2 separate regions of the Mus musculus genome follow, and region 1 is linked to region 2. The links are chromatin contacts, called in public HiChIP or PLAC-seq maps. All regions are on one chromosome and are shown on one strand. Each heading gives the region's core, a stretch centred on a gene start, on an enhancer-like site or on the middle of the called end of the contact. The rest is flanking DNA. Distances are from core to core; before and after follow the strand shown.

The links. HiChIP or PLAC-seq counts read pairs in DNA pulled down with a chosen protein or histone mark.
Region 1: a FOXA1 HiChIP or PLAC-seq map of pancreatic cancer cells shows a contact between it and region 2. The contact joins the promoter of Krt5 here to the promoter of Krt78 in region 2. A contact is called at or near these places in 11 of 39 promoter capture datasets (the 3T3-L1 cell line, the C10 cell line, HPC-7-derived erythroid cells and 5 more), 3 of 484 Hi-C or Micro-C datasets (embryonic stem cells and nephron progenitors), 1 of 115 datasets of contacts at active chromatin or transcription factors (pancreatic cancer cells) and 4 of 9 other capture datasets (adipose tissue, liver, macrophages and 1 more).

What each region holds. Positions count from the first base shown.
Region 1 is chr15:101,711,034-101,718,022 of GRCm38.p6, reverse strand. It overlaps Krt5 (keratin 5), which reads left to right and starts at 5,118. Exons shown (of 9, transcript NM_027011.3): 1 at 5,118-5,749; 2 at 6,280-6,494. The coding sequence starts at 5,213.
Region 2 is chr15:101,953,019-101,960,189 of GRCm38.p6, reverse strand. It overlaps Krt78 (keratin 78), which reads left to right and starts at 5,903. Exons shown (of 9, transcript NM_212487.4): 1 at 5,903-6,331; 2 at 6,747-6,961. The coding sequence starts at 5,966.

The sequences.
Region 1 (6,989 bases), core at 3,869-6,368, 240 kb after region 2:
CAACTGGACTCCACTCTCTAGTGTGGTTTCTATGGAAGCAGAAAGGGTCAGAGGGAAAAGGAATGTGTGCACATCTGGGATGTGAGAGGCTTCTCTTGATTCCTCTGATGAATGGGGATGCAGGCTGGCGTTTATGCAGTGTGGCCCTGCCTCTCCGCTGTAGAGGAAGACTGCACACTCCCAGGATCCTGCAAGGTATGCTCCTGTCCAAGTGAGAGGAACAGAGGAAAATGTGCACAGAGTAATAAACAGAACAACAGCTACTGTAAAAATCTTGTGGCATGGCACATTACTTCTAGGTGCACAGATTTGTGCAGGGCAGTGGCACTTCCTCTCTCTCTGTTTGAAAACGAGAATCCTCCCATTATGGGAAAGTAAAGCCCAAAAGTTCTCGCTGGGCAGGTATATCCATTTTTTAGCCCTTCTGACTAATTAAAACATTTGTTGATTTCCAGTCCATAGTTTCAACCAAGCAAGGGGGATTTTTCAAAGACTTGGTATGCACGCCACTGGCAAAATACCCTTGAAGTGAGGGACGGGCATCCCGAGGCTTGCAAAGGCCTGTTGGAGAGACACTCAGGGCTCTGTTCTACAGCTCTGGATTTCAAGTGCCAATCGCATGCTAAATCTGAGGGATGGGGCCAAGACTGCTCCCCACAACCCCCAGTGTGTTACCCCACCCTTCCTGCCTGCCTCAGCCAGCTCAGCATGAAAATCTCAGCCGGCATAGCCCATTCCAACAAGCTCACGTTCATTTCCTCCATAGTCTATGAAGGGAACTGTGGAACCAGAGGCTGGGCAGGCATGTTCAGAGTTCTGGAATGTTTTGAGGGTTGTATTGGGGGGCAAGATACAGCCGAGAGTGAGGCCAAATCAGTGAAAAATACTTAGATAAGAAAATTCAACACTGAGACTCAAGGCTCCAGTAATGAAATCTGGGCTCCCAAGCTCAACCTGAACCAAGACTTTATTTCTGGACATTTCCATTTCTACCTAGGCTTTGTCTCAGACTTGGGTCTGAGAGTCCTCAATAAGCTGGCATGGTTCCTAGCTTCTACAGTCAACCTTGAATTGCTGGGAGTTATGTGTCTAACTTCCCAGCTTCACAGCATGGCCAGTTATACACACTCATACACACACACACACACACACACACACACACACATTCACACAGAGGCAAACACATATACACATGCATATGTTTACACACACATGTGCATGCCCATACATGCAATTCTCTTTTGAGTACACACACCATACTCTTGCATGTGTATTCAAGCTCTCTCTCTCTCTCTCTCTCTCTCTCTTAAGCACATAGGCATACACTCTCTCTCTGTCACACACATGCACACATACAAAGATACTAACACATACACACCTGTGCATGCTCACACACATAATTCTTTCTTGAGTGCTCGAAACGAAACACTCACACACATGCGAATGCATACACACATGCATATAGCACACACACTCTCTCTCAAGAGCACATAGTCTCTTGCACTCAAGTATACATACTCTCACACACACAGGCAAGTACATACACACATGCATGTGGGTACACACACATGTGCATGCTCACACATAATTCTGTCTTTAGTGCATGCACCACACTCTTGCACAAACACTCGAGTGAGTGCACACACACATGCATACAGTACACACACTCTCTCAAACTCAATACTCTCTTGTACTCAGGCTCTCTCTCTCACACACACACACACACACACACACACACACACACACACACACACACACACACCTTCTAAGCTTCTGCAACACTGAGAATCCACTGAGCCCCATACTGGGCCCCAGAACTTTAGGGGTAGCACACTATAGCTTTGGGCAGAGGCAGGAAAATTCTTCTTTCCTCAATTCCTCCCTGAGGCTAGGCTTTGTGGAGAGTTGTCTGGGGCGGGCTCACTGCTCCATCTGCCCATCCCCATCTTGTGAACTGGCTCCAGGCTTCTGGATGGGACTGCCAACCATAGCCCAATGAATACGTGACTCATGCCTCAGCCATCCTCCCTGTGTTTTGTGCAGAGCACTCAAGGGAAGAGCTGCAAAGATGAAGGCACCATTGCCCGCCTCCTTCCCTGGGGGCTGCTCAGGATGTGGGGGTTCCAAGGGCTCCAACATACTATCTAAGCTGGGATGCAAGCACAAGCAGCAGAGAGAGGCTCATAATATGGAGTAGTGTTCCTCTGACCTCAGAAGGTGTCCTGTCCGAAGAGGACAAAAGACTTGGCCTATAGATACAGACCCAGAGATGGAACTAGACAGGCAGGTCTTTGGGACTCAGAAAAAGGACAGAGAGAGTTCACACGGAGACCTGGGGAAGGGCTTGAGAGAGGACCCTGTATCTGTCAAGTTTACCCAGTGATAACTTGAGGTGTTTACAGGGAAGCTGATGAGAGGCCCTGGACTTTGGGATCTGTGCCCTGTCAGATGTGCAAAACCATTTTATTTTATTGAACTATCATCTATTAAGCATCTTTGCTCAAAGACACAGAGGTTGGAGCGTGGGACCTGAGGAGAGGATTCTGGTAAGGTCTTGTGGATTTACCTCTTTCTCACCCATGAATCTGTTCATAAAACAGGCCCAGGTTCTATGCTCTCCGGGGCAGAGGCGCTGCCTTGTGACTTGTCCCTCTGACAGAGAGGCCAGCTGCTGGGGACCCCATAGCCCTGAATGGGTTTTGGTAATTAAATAGGAGCTAGGTGACATGTCCAGCCATGTCCTGGGAGTGCCCTACAGGAGATCCCAGGGACTCAGTGTGATCCTGTTCCTCCTGCCCACAGAGATGCCAAGCTGGGGTGGGTCTCCCACTCAGCAGAGGTGCTGGTGCTTGGTTCTCTGTTTGAGTATAAGTAACAGGTTTCTCTGTTGCTTATACCCAACTGATCTGGTGACGCAGGAGGGTTCACCCTCCCTACCAGGGAGACTCCCACAGAGCTCAGACAGAGCACTGATTCTCTTGTGAGGCATCCCAACACACCCACCGGCCTCTGGTCTCTGTCCCTGGGATTGGAGTGTGGCTATTATGACAAGTCTCAGGCCAGCCAGAATGAACTCCTGTCTTGCCAAGCCCAGCTTCATAGCATAGACAAAGACCAGGGGTGGGGGTTGGTGTCCAGAAGCTCCTGGAGGGATGGAGCTTCCCCCAGGGCAGTGGGACAGTACCAATGCTGTGTGTGTGTGTGTGTGTGTGTGTGTGTGTGTGTGTGTGTGTGTGTGTGTGTGTGTGTTTGGTGGGGCATACCTTAACAGTGATTTTCTAGAAAGGAGGGGCCTCCTAGCAGTAGCAATGCATCAAGCCTCAAGCTGCTCTTCTTAGGGCTGAGGATCTCCGGTGTGTCTCTGGACATTCATACCTTGTTGCGAAATGGCAGCAAAAGCTAACACCGGCATAGTCTCTGAGACTCTCCAGACCGAGACACCCAAGCCTGTTGCCCAAACCTGCCAGGCCAGCTTGGCCAGTGATTGGATTACTTATCAGCAGTCTTGACAGCCAAGCCTCTGGTGAGCCATCACCAGCTCAGCAGACCCTCAGCCCTCAAGAATTATTTCCCACAGCCTTGGTTTCCTCGTGGCAACCTTAGGTTCTGTGCAGAGGTTCCTATGTCCTACTCTCCTGGGACCATGACCTCTCAATAGTTCCCACATCACTCCTCCCGATTCAGCCAACTGGGTCCAAGAGCCCCACTTTCCTCTGGGACAGGAAGAGAGGTGATCCCACTCAAGTCCTGAGCCAGAATGACAGGGCGTAGCTTGGGATGGACACTGGCTAAAATCTAACCAGCGTCCTTTCTTTCATAAGTCGCTACAGGTGAAGCTTTGCAGAAGAGTCGTCTGGAAGCTCTCACTCATTGGAGTAACCAGCAGGCTGCTGTGCCAGCTGCCTGGTCCCCCCAACTTGCTCTGTCTAGTTTGTCTGGCAGTTAGCTCACGGATTTAAAATTCCATTTTCCATGCCTTTGGCCCTGAAGGAGGCTTTGGGCCAGAGATAGAGGAAACACAGCAGTTCCCGCTGCTTGGAACAGGGTGGTTCCCCGTTATAACAGGCCGGCCAATTCTCAACATGTTCCTGCTGAGATTAGAAGCTCCTGCAGGTATGTGTTTGCGGCGGCCTTCAGCCTGTATCAACAGATACAGTGACTCACGTCTTCCCTGGTGGAATAACTGAGAACTTGCTGGAACACAGCTTGGGGGGCACCGGGGAGGCTGGCAGAGCAGTCCAGAGAGTCAAGACTTTTTTGTAAAGGATTACATGGGATCCCTGGCTTAATAAGCCCCTACACAGGCCTCCCCAGGACAAAGAAACATCAAAGCAAGACAAAACGCTGAATTAGGAGGGACTGTGAAGGGCTGGACCTGGCCTTAAAGTGAATAGTGTACAGCCTGGGTCAGGAGACCCACATCCTCTGTTTTGTTTGTTTGTTTGTTTTTTTCTTAAGCCTGGGGCTTAAGGGAGCCTTTCTGGTCTGAATCTTGCCCAGTGATGTCTTGGGTGAATGGACCACTCTTAAAGAAAGCGTTGCACAGCGAAGGACTCAATTCTACTCCTCTCTCTCTGGAATATACCCAAGAAAAGAGGCCGTGGGTCACCTTGCCAAGAGCTCAGGTCTCTGCAGCACCCACCACACAGCCCAGCATGAGAAGAACAGGTCATTGTCAAGTGGGTGACCTGCTCTGCCCACAGTTGGACAGGAGCCCCACAGATGGACAGAAACCCCAAAGCTGGGCTGGCAAAGCAACATGAACCAGACTGATCATGTCACTGATTCTTGCTAATGTTCGCTAGGACAGTGGCCAGAGACAAATAGCCCTTATGTCCTGGCATCCTTCTAGGCTACACACAAAGCCCAGATCTGGGGTGACGAGAGAACCCCCCCAACACACTGCCAGGACACCAGCTCTGTAAGGAAAGGTTATTCCTAACTGAGCAGAGCCTGCTGGGAGCAGCATTTACACCCCACACCACTGTGCAGGTGTGCTGGGTGAGCTCACAGCTGCCCCCCAGGCATGCCCAGCCCACTAATCATTCACAGCTCGACAGCTCCTCTGCCCAACCCACTTCTAAGGGGATAAAAGGGGACCTCAAATCTCCTAAGTTACAGAGCCACCCACAGCGTCCTGTTGAACGCCGCTGACCTCGCCAGCACCTCCCCACCACCAGCGCCCAGTGTTCTTGCTCCTCCAGGAACCATCATGTCTCGCCAGTCCAGTGTGTCCTTCCGAAGTGGGGGCAGCCGCTCTTTCAGCGCCGCCTCTGCCATCACCCCATCTGTCTCTCGTACGAGCTTCAGCTCGGTGTCCCGCAGTGGTGGTGGTGGTGGTGGCAGGATCAGCCTTGGGGGTGCTTGTGGAGCCGGGGGCTATGGCAGCCGGAGCCTGTACAATGTGGGGGGCTCCAAAAGGATATCCTACAGTTCTGGCGGAGGCAGCTTCAGGAACCAATTTGGTGCTGGTGGCTTTGGCTTTGGAGGAGGAGCCGGCAGTGGATTTGGTTTTGGTGGTGGAGCTGGTAGTGGCTTTGGCTTCGGTGGTGGAGCTGGCTTTGGTGGTGGCTATGGGGGAGCTGGCTTCCCGGTGTGCCCACCTGGAGGCATCCAAGAGGTCACCGTTAACCAGAACCTCCTCACCCCTCTGAACCTGCAAATCGACCCCACCATCCAGCGGGTCAGGACTGAGGAGAGGGAGCAGATCAAGACCCTCAACAACAAGTTTGCCTCCTTCATCGACAAGGTGAGACATGTCCTCCCTAGAGCAGCCTGTGTGTCTACAGGGAATGCTGAACAAAGGTGGAGGGAAGAGGCTTCAGTCTCAGCTCTGATACTGCCTGTGTTGCTAGTTGATGCTCTGTCCTGGTTTGTGTTGCTCTTCAGTTAGACTGGCATCTGGAAATCAGAGTCAGAGTTCCTCTCCTCCAGAGGTTGCCCCATAAGGGTGTCTGGTCCCAGTGGACTGAGATGACCTAAGGACTCACATAACAGGATTGCAGGGAGACCTAAGTGTCTATAGAGCAGTCTAAGAGGGTTTTCAGCCCCAGTGAATAATTAGATCACATTTCATCCACCTACTACTGGGCTGGCTGTCCCCTATCTTTCCTAAAAGAATGATGTTAGGAGCATCAGTGCCGATTGTCCCTCACAGGTCACAGGCCAGGTACTGAACACAAGATTTGGTGGGACAGCATGTGACAGGTAGCACACTAGTGAAAATACCACAGAAGCCTCAAACCCAAACCTTCCCCCCCTCCCACTCGGCCCCTCCAGGTGCGGTTCCTGGAGCAGCAGAACAAGGTCCTGGACACCAAGTGGGCCCTGCTGCAGGAGCAGGGCACCAAGACCATAAAGCAGAACCTGGATCCGTTGTTTGAACAGTACATTAACAACCTCCGTAGACAGCTGGACGGGGTTCTGGGGGAGAGGGGCCGCCTGGACTCAGAGCTGAGGAACATGCAGGACCTGGTGGAGGACTACAAGAACAAGTGAGCTGTGATGTGGGGGAAAGAGGCGTCAGGATCTTCATTGTATCAGATATGCCCCATAGCCAGACGGTGGCCTCTGTCTTCTCCACAGGCTAGCAGCATGCGTTACACCACTAAGAATAGCTCCAAGTCTGTCCAGAGAGTCCCAGTCCCAGGCTCAGGTCCCTCTATAAAGCATTTACCCACCCACCCAAGTAGCAGCGTGTGCCCCTAGTGCCACCTGGAACCCTCACCCTCTCAGGCTTTCTTCCCAGTGCCCTCAAAAACACACGGCACTGTGTTTGATAGTTTCTGGGAGTTGATGGCAGAATCCCCCTGCTTGGTGGCTCCAAGAATTCCTTTAGCTGCATAAATCAGATACTGATTAAAGGGGCTGCCAGTGTTTTGTTTCTTGGCTTATGCATTTGACGGTGCTGGAGAGCGAACTCAGGAATGTGTGCATGCTAAGCAAGTGCTCTCCCACAAGCTATACCTCTACTCATGCAGGATTATGGG
Region 2 (7,171 bases), core at 4,654-7,153:
TATGTGTATATGTGTGCATGTGTGTATATGTATACATGTGTATGTGTATATATATGTATGTGTGCATGTGTGTATGTGTGCATGTGTGTATATGTGTGCATGTATGTGTATATGTGTGCATGTGTATGTGTGCATGTGTGTATATGTGTGCATGTATGTGTATATGTGTGCATGTGTATGTGTGCATGTGTGTATATGTGTATGTGTGCATGTGTGTATATGTGTATGTGTGTATATGTTTATGTGTGCATGTGTGTATGTGTGTATGTGTGTATATTTGCACTACTGGAGGTGGGAAAATAGCTTGTAGGAGTCAGTTCTCTCCTATCCAAGTGGGTTTCAAGAACAGAACTCAAATTTTCAGGCTTTTGGGTAAACCTGTACATAAAGATCTGTCTAATAACCTGTTTCTCTGCTAGGCTCTACCTGCTGGGCCATGTTGGTGGGCTTGTATTGTCTTATAAATGACTTCACATTTGTCACAGGGGGATCCTGTGTGATTGTCTAAGATCGAAATTTGCCAGGCCTGGTGGTGTAGACTGGTAATCCAGGTACTCCAGACACCCAGGTAGGATGATTGTTAAGTTCAAAGCCTGCTCCTGGGCTACAGAATTCGTTCAAGGTAAGCTTAGGCAACTGAAGGAGACTCTGTCTCAAGATAAAGTAAAAAAGAGGAATCAGGCTGTAACCCAGAGCTAGAATGTTTTCCTCACATTCACAAAGTGAATCACAATCACAGACACACACACAGACACACACAGACACAGACACACACACACAGAGACACAGACACACACAGACACACAGACACAGAGACACAGACACACACAGACACACAGACACACACACACACACACACACACACACACACACACACACACACACAGAGTTCATCTCTTCAAACTAACACTGTTGGATGCCTACTGAATGCTACCCCTCAGCTGGCTGGCGGCCAGGCCAGCACACATTGTGGAGTGACAGGGTCTTTGAGGGTTTGGTTTGCTTCATGAGGCAAAGCCAGAGGCTCATTTGGGCAATGTGGAGGCTCCTGGATTGAGGGCAGGAGGTGCGCTGGCTTCATTCCGTGTACTGTCTTCTGTGTGGGTGTTGTTGGTTAAGTCCCTTAGATCCTAGACTGAGTTCCAGAGCAGACATCATGTGAGTTCAGCTGGTGCAATCTCTCTGGTTACTAAGAAAGCATGGTCTGTTCCTGCCCCACACCCTCAGGAGCCTGAACAGGTCAAGTGCAAAACAAAGGCATTGGATCCTGTGACCTCATAGCTTCTTGTGGATCTCATGCTGCATAGCGTAACAGGCATGGAATCGTCACAGACGTGGATTTGACCCCATGCTTGGTGTGACACCCGTCCCCCTTCAACACAAAGTGGGAGAAAGATGTTTGAGCTCAGTCCCTGTGGGACCCCAGAGATGTACGTAAGCAAGGCCCACTGAGGCAGCAGGCAGGGAGGCTCCAACTCCTTTTTCTCTTTTAAACAATTTAATATCATTGGACATGGTGGCATATGTCTTTATTCCCAGCACCTGGGAGGCAGAGGCAGGCAGATTTCTGAGTTCGAGGCCAGCCTGGTCTACAGAGTGAGTTCCAGGACAGTCAGAGCTACACAGAAAAACAAACAAACAAACAAACAAACAAACAAACAGCACTGTATCTACATCACTTTTGCCCCTTCACTCCCTCCAACCCCCTCCAACTCATCCCATGTCACCCCCACATTTATGATCTCTAATTATTATTGTTACTGAGTCTATTTAGCTTGTTTCATGTGTACATGTGTTCAGTGCCAACCATTTGGGACTGGACAAACTATGTGGGGGCTCACTCTTGGAGGAGAATGAGTGTCCCCTTTTTAGCAAACACTGATGACCTGTAGCTCTTCATCTAGGAATGGGGCCATGTAGAGTTTTTCCTGTCTACACTGCCCACACTGTCAACTGATATTGTCACAATGCTGGTCTTGTTCAGGCAACTGTATGGTTGAGAGTCACCGTGCTGCGTCCCTGTCATATAGAGAAGATTCGACCTCACAGCAGATGATCTGGTCCCCTGGCTCTTGAAATATTTCTGCCCCCTTTCATGGTTTTCTCCAAGCCTTAGGGATTGTGTTGCAGATGTAATTGGGGGTTGAGCATCCCACTGTCTCTTCTTCTCTGTATTTTGACCTCTAGTGTCCCCACGAAATAGTTTTTACCTCTTGCAAAAAGAACGCTACTTTGGTGAGGGATAAGAGCTACATCCATCTTTGAGTATAAGCTGAAGTATTTAGAACACAGAATTAGGAACTGGCAATGTGGCCACTCCAGCCATGGGTAGCTGGCCAGGTTTACAATACCAGGCACACATTCCCTCCTGTTGAGTGGACTTTACGCCCAATTAGACAGTGCTGGTCACCCTAAGATAAAGGTGTCCCTATTGCACCATCGTGGGGATCTTTCTGGTCCAGTCACTGTGATCAGAAGCTTTACAGCTGGGTAGGCCTGTTGATTGCTTTCCCCTTGGTGGCATGCATAGCACTTTGTCACCACAGGGACTTTCAGGAAGTTCCTCCAGGTCCTGGGCCCTAAGTGTGCGAGTGTGTGGTGTCTTTATCAATAGGGTCTTAACTTATTTACTGCCTTTTTCGAGGCAACAAAGGGCAATGACAACAGCCGGCATTGTTTTTAGTCTCTTGAAGTGCCATGAACTAAAAACTCAGAGGGAGATTTCCCATGCTTGGTACCATTTTTTTTTCTCTAGATAGTCTGTGGCTCTTGAAAAGAGCAGTATCCCCACAAACGTCACAGCCCCATCTAACTACTTATGTATGTTTACACAGGCACGGATGTATTTTTAAGTAAGCATAAAATAGGATTTCCCTAAGCTTTTTCAACCATCCTTGGTGTTTTCTCTCCATCTTCTCTCGCCCCTCATTGTTTCTTCCCTCTCCCAGATGAAGTCCCTCACCCCATTTTCTCATTTCATAGAATGGGTGCCCAACTATCTCCCTCGCTACAGCCTCCCCCACCCCAGCATAAACCCTTTTTATTTTCCTGTCTCCTGTGGTTACTCCAGGTTACATACATGTAGAGATTCGGAGCTAGACTCCACAATTAGAGAGAGAATGTGGCGTTGGTCTTACTGGGTCTGGGCTGCCTCAGTTGGTAGAAAGTGGTCTAGTTCCGTCTGTTAACTTAGAAAGTTCGAGGCTTCAGTTTCTTTTGCTGTGTAGTATTCCACTGTGTCTATGCATCACATGCCCACTGCCATTCGCTGTCACTTGTTTCCTTGATCTTAGTCATTCTGATTGCAGAATGTGAGACTCAAGGTATTTTTCACATCTTAGTATCATCTATCTATCTATCTGTCTGTCTGTCTGTCTATCTATCTATCTATCTATCTATCTATCTATCTATCTATCTATCTATCCATCCATCCATCCATCCATCCATCCATCCATCCATCCATCCATCTATCTATCTATCTATCTATCTATCTATCTATCTATCTATCTATCTATCTATCTATCTATCCATTCACTTATCCATCTATCCATCCATCCTATCTATCTATCTACCTATCTATCTATCTATCTATCTATCTATCTATCTATCTACCTACCTACCTATTCATTCATCCATCTATCTACCTACCTACATATACATCTATCGTCTATCTATTCATTCTATCTATCTATCTATCTATCTATCTATCTATCTATCTATCTACCTACCTACCTATTCATTCATCCATCTATCTACCTACCTACATATACATCTATCGTCTATCTATTCTATCTATCTATCTATTCTATCTATCTATCTATCTATCTATCTATCTATCTATCTATCTATCTATCTATCTATCTATCATCTATCTATCTACGTGTGAGTGTGTGAATGTGTATGTGTGTGTATATGTGAGTTAGTGTGTGTGTGTGTGTGAGCGATGCTACACACGCATCTATGGAGACTGAGGACAACCTGTGAGAGTTGGTTCTCCCTGACACCACGTGGGTCCCAGCAATTGAACTCAGGTGCTAGGGCTTGGCAGCGAGTGCCTTTACCTGCTGAGCTATCTCATAGCCCCTCAAAACAGTTTTGCATTTTCCTGATTGCTAAAGGTGTTGAACACTTTGAGATATTTATTATGCACTTTATCTCTTCTTTTGAGAACCCTCTGTTCAGAACTATAGCCTACTTCTACTTTTTTTTTTTTAAATGGATCATTTGTTTTCTTGGCTCTTCCTTTTTAGTTCTTTATTTTATATATCCTGGGTATTAACCCTCGATCAGATGTATGGCCGGCAAAGATTCTCTCCCACTTTTGGCTTTCAGTTTTATGAGGTCTTATTTGTCAACTGTTGGGCTTAATTCCTGAACGAATGCGTCTTATTGGGAAAGCCCTTTTCTGTACCTGCGTCTTGCAGGGTGCTGATTATGTCTTCTTCTAGCTGTTCAGCATTTCAGGTTTCACACAGAGCTCTGCTCAGAGTTGATCTTTATGCAGGATGATAGATATGGATCCAGTTTCACTCCTCTACACGTGGGCAAAGCTTCCTTTTACAGTGCCTCTGACTGTGGTGGGGGATATTTTGGGGCTGAGGTTTTAGTGGGGTCCAAGTAGATTCCAGGCAGCTCAGTGTGCCTCCCCTTCCTCTATCCTGGCAGCTTTCTCTTGGATCTTTTCTCTCCTCTTTTCTGGCTTCCCTGACCCCTCATACCTTGCTTGAACTTCTTTGCTACCTCTGCCTCCTCAGAGACGTTCTTCATGTCCGTCGATGTCCGTCGAGGCGATGCCGGTGGCTGGGGGCTTTTCACTCCTGGAGGGAGCGGAACCATGTTGTGCACAGCTGTCTGGCTTGGGTGGAGCACCTGTAGGGTTGTGCTAATTGCCAAGAATGATTTCCTCATAGCATCTCTCCAGCGTTTGGTGAGTTTCTGTTTGTTCTCCTTTGGAGTCACATCCTCAAAGACCCCCAAATAGTCCACCCTCAGCATTCACCAGGTGTTCGGAGAGGAAGTGGAACAGGGCCATTGTTGTCCCACTAAAGGAAACCCCATGAATCAGAGATGAGAGGCTTAGCAGTTCCCCGGGAGTAGCTGGACCACCTGCAGGATGAGGAGACCCTGCCTCAGGCTGGAGGTTGGACCACAGTAATATTAGGTGAACATCCCTGCTAGACCAGGGATGGGATCCATCCTGGGAGAATCCCAGACCCTCTGTTTCTGCTCTAGGCATAGTCTCCTAGATGCACAGTTTATTTTGGAGTGGCTGCCACTCATTTATCCACTGGAAGGGCTTCAGCTGGAGGGACCTGGGGTAGTGTGTTGGGAGGAATAGAGCACAGGATTGGCTGCTGCTGTATAGATCCTGGCTAAAGATACCTGCTCGGTGTGGGGCAGGTGCTGTCTCTTGGATGATATTGCTGGGTTGGGCCAAAGGAGGGACTGGGTGCCCTGCTTTTCTGTTCATTTCTACATCATGGTGTGTCCTTGCTGCACAACCTCTGCCAGCCTGGCTGTTCAGGGTCTGTGCTGTCTCTGTGGGGTTGGATCTCACTTTGGGAGCTGTGCTCTCCCTTGTCCAACTTCCCCATGCTACCCTCTCCTCTGCACAAACTTTTCTCACTCTTTTTCCAGGAAGCCTTCCTTGAATACCCCCCAGTAATGTTGATGCCTAGAACCGTGGCTCAGATCTTGAGATGCTTGCATGTTGTTGGCTTCTGGGGCAGGGACTGGGTCTCCTACCTCAGGCTCTGCACGTGCCACGTACCCATTCCCCAGGTGTGTCAGAGCAGGTCAGCCGCAGCAAGTGGCAGACACAGTCAGACTGAGAACATCTTGCTCTCCAAGGCCCAGCCCAAGGACGGGAGGGGATAAAAGTCTCGTGCCAGGGCCCCAGGGCAGAAGCACATACACCGTGACCATCTCCAGTCTGTCTGAAGCTGCGGGCCTGTTTGTCTCTGCCATGTCTCTCTCTCCATGCCGGGCCCAGAGGGGCTTCAGCGCCCACTCAGCGTGTTCTGCCTTTTCAGGGGCTCGGGGCAGGACTGGCTTCAGCAGCAGGAGCCTTAGTTCCTCCAGGAGATGCAGAGGAAGCTCTTGTGGGAGGGCCTGGGGGGCAGAGACCAGGCAAGGGATACGGTTTGGGCAGGGTAAGGGAGGGCCTGGATTTTCCCAGTGCCCTCCAGGGGGCATCCAAGCAGTGACTGTCGACCAGAGTCTGCTGACCCCACTGAAGATCGAGGTTGACCCCCAGTTCCAGGTGGTGAAGACACAGGAGACTCGAGAGATCAGAAGCCTCAACAACCAATTCGCCTCCTTCATTGACAAGGTGAGGGGTAAACAGCCTGGCCCCCTGCCTCTGGGCCTCTCACAGACAACTGCTCTAGACAAGATGAACTAGAGTGAGGAAATCCAACCTCCTGCCGCTTTTTCTAATCACTTCAGTGGCAAGGATGTCCTCCCAGGGTCTAGTTAGAGGCTTTCTGGTTTGCCAATGCCCCGCTATTCCATGGCTGGGACTCAGGGACACAGAGAAGCTGGCTAGTGATGAGAAGGAAGTCTGATCTCTTGTTGCATCCCATCATGGATATGCACAGGTTCTTATGGGAGGGCTTGAGGCTCCTCTGCACAGGCAGGGGTGGAAGGCAAGAAAAAGGGGTCCATAAGAGGGTCTCTAGGCTTCCCTCTCCAGAGGCTGGGCCAGGGAAGTCCCAGGAGTCTCAGGACCCTGTGTCTGGTTATAGGTGCGCTTCCTGGAGCAACAGAACAAGGTACTGGAGACCAAGTGGGAGCTGCTGCAGCAGCTGCAGGGCAATCGCAGCCCTCAGGGTCTAGAGTGCATCTTCGAAACCTGCCTAGCCCGACTCAGGCAGCAGCTGGAGGAGCTGCAGAGAGAGCGAAGGGCTCTGGACTCTGAGCTGAAGACCTATCAGGACCAGGAGGATGAATATAAGTCCAAGTAGGGCAAATGCTTGGGTGTGGTGTCTGGGGGGTGGTGCGTGATGCTCTGCCTGCCTGAGGGTCTCCCAAGTGTCCAGCACCCAGTGTTGCATGACTGACCTCCATTCTGGCTCTTGACTTCCTCTCTCCTCATTCACAAGGTTTACCTGTAATATGTAGAGGAGACTCCCACCCCCATCCAGGCCCAGAGAGACCTGGGGAAAATGTT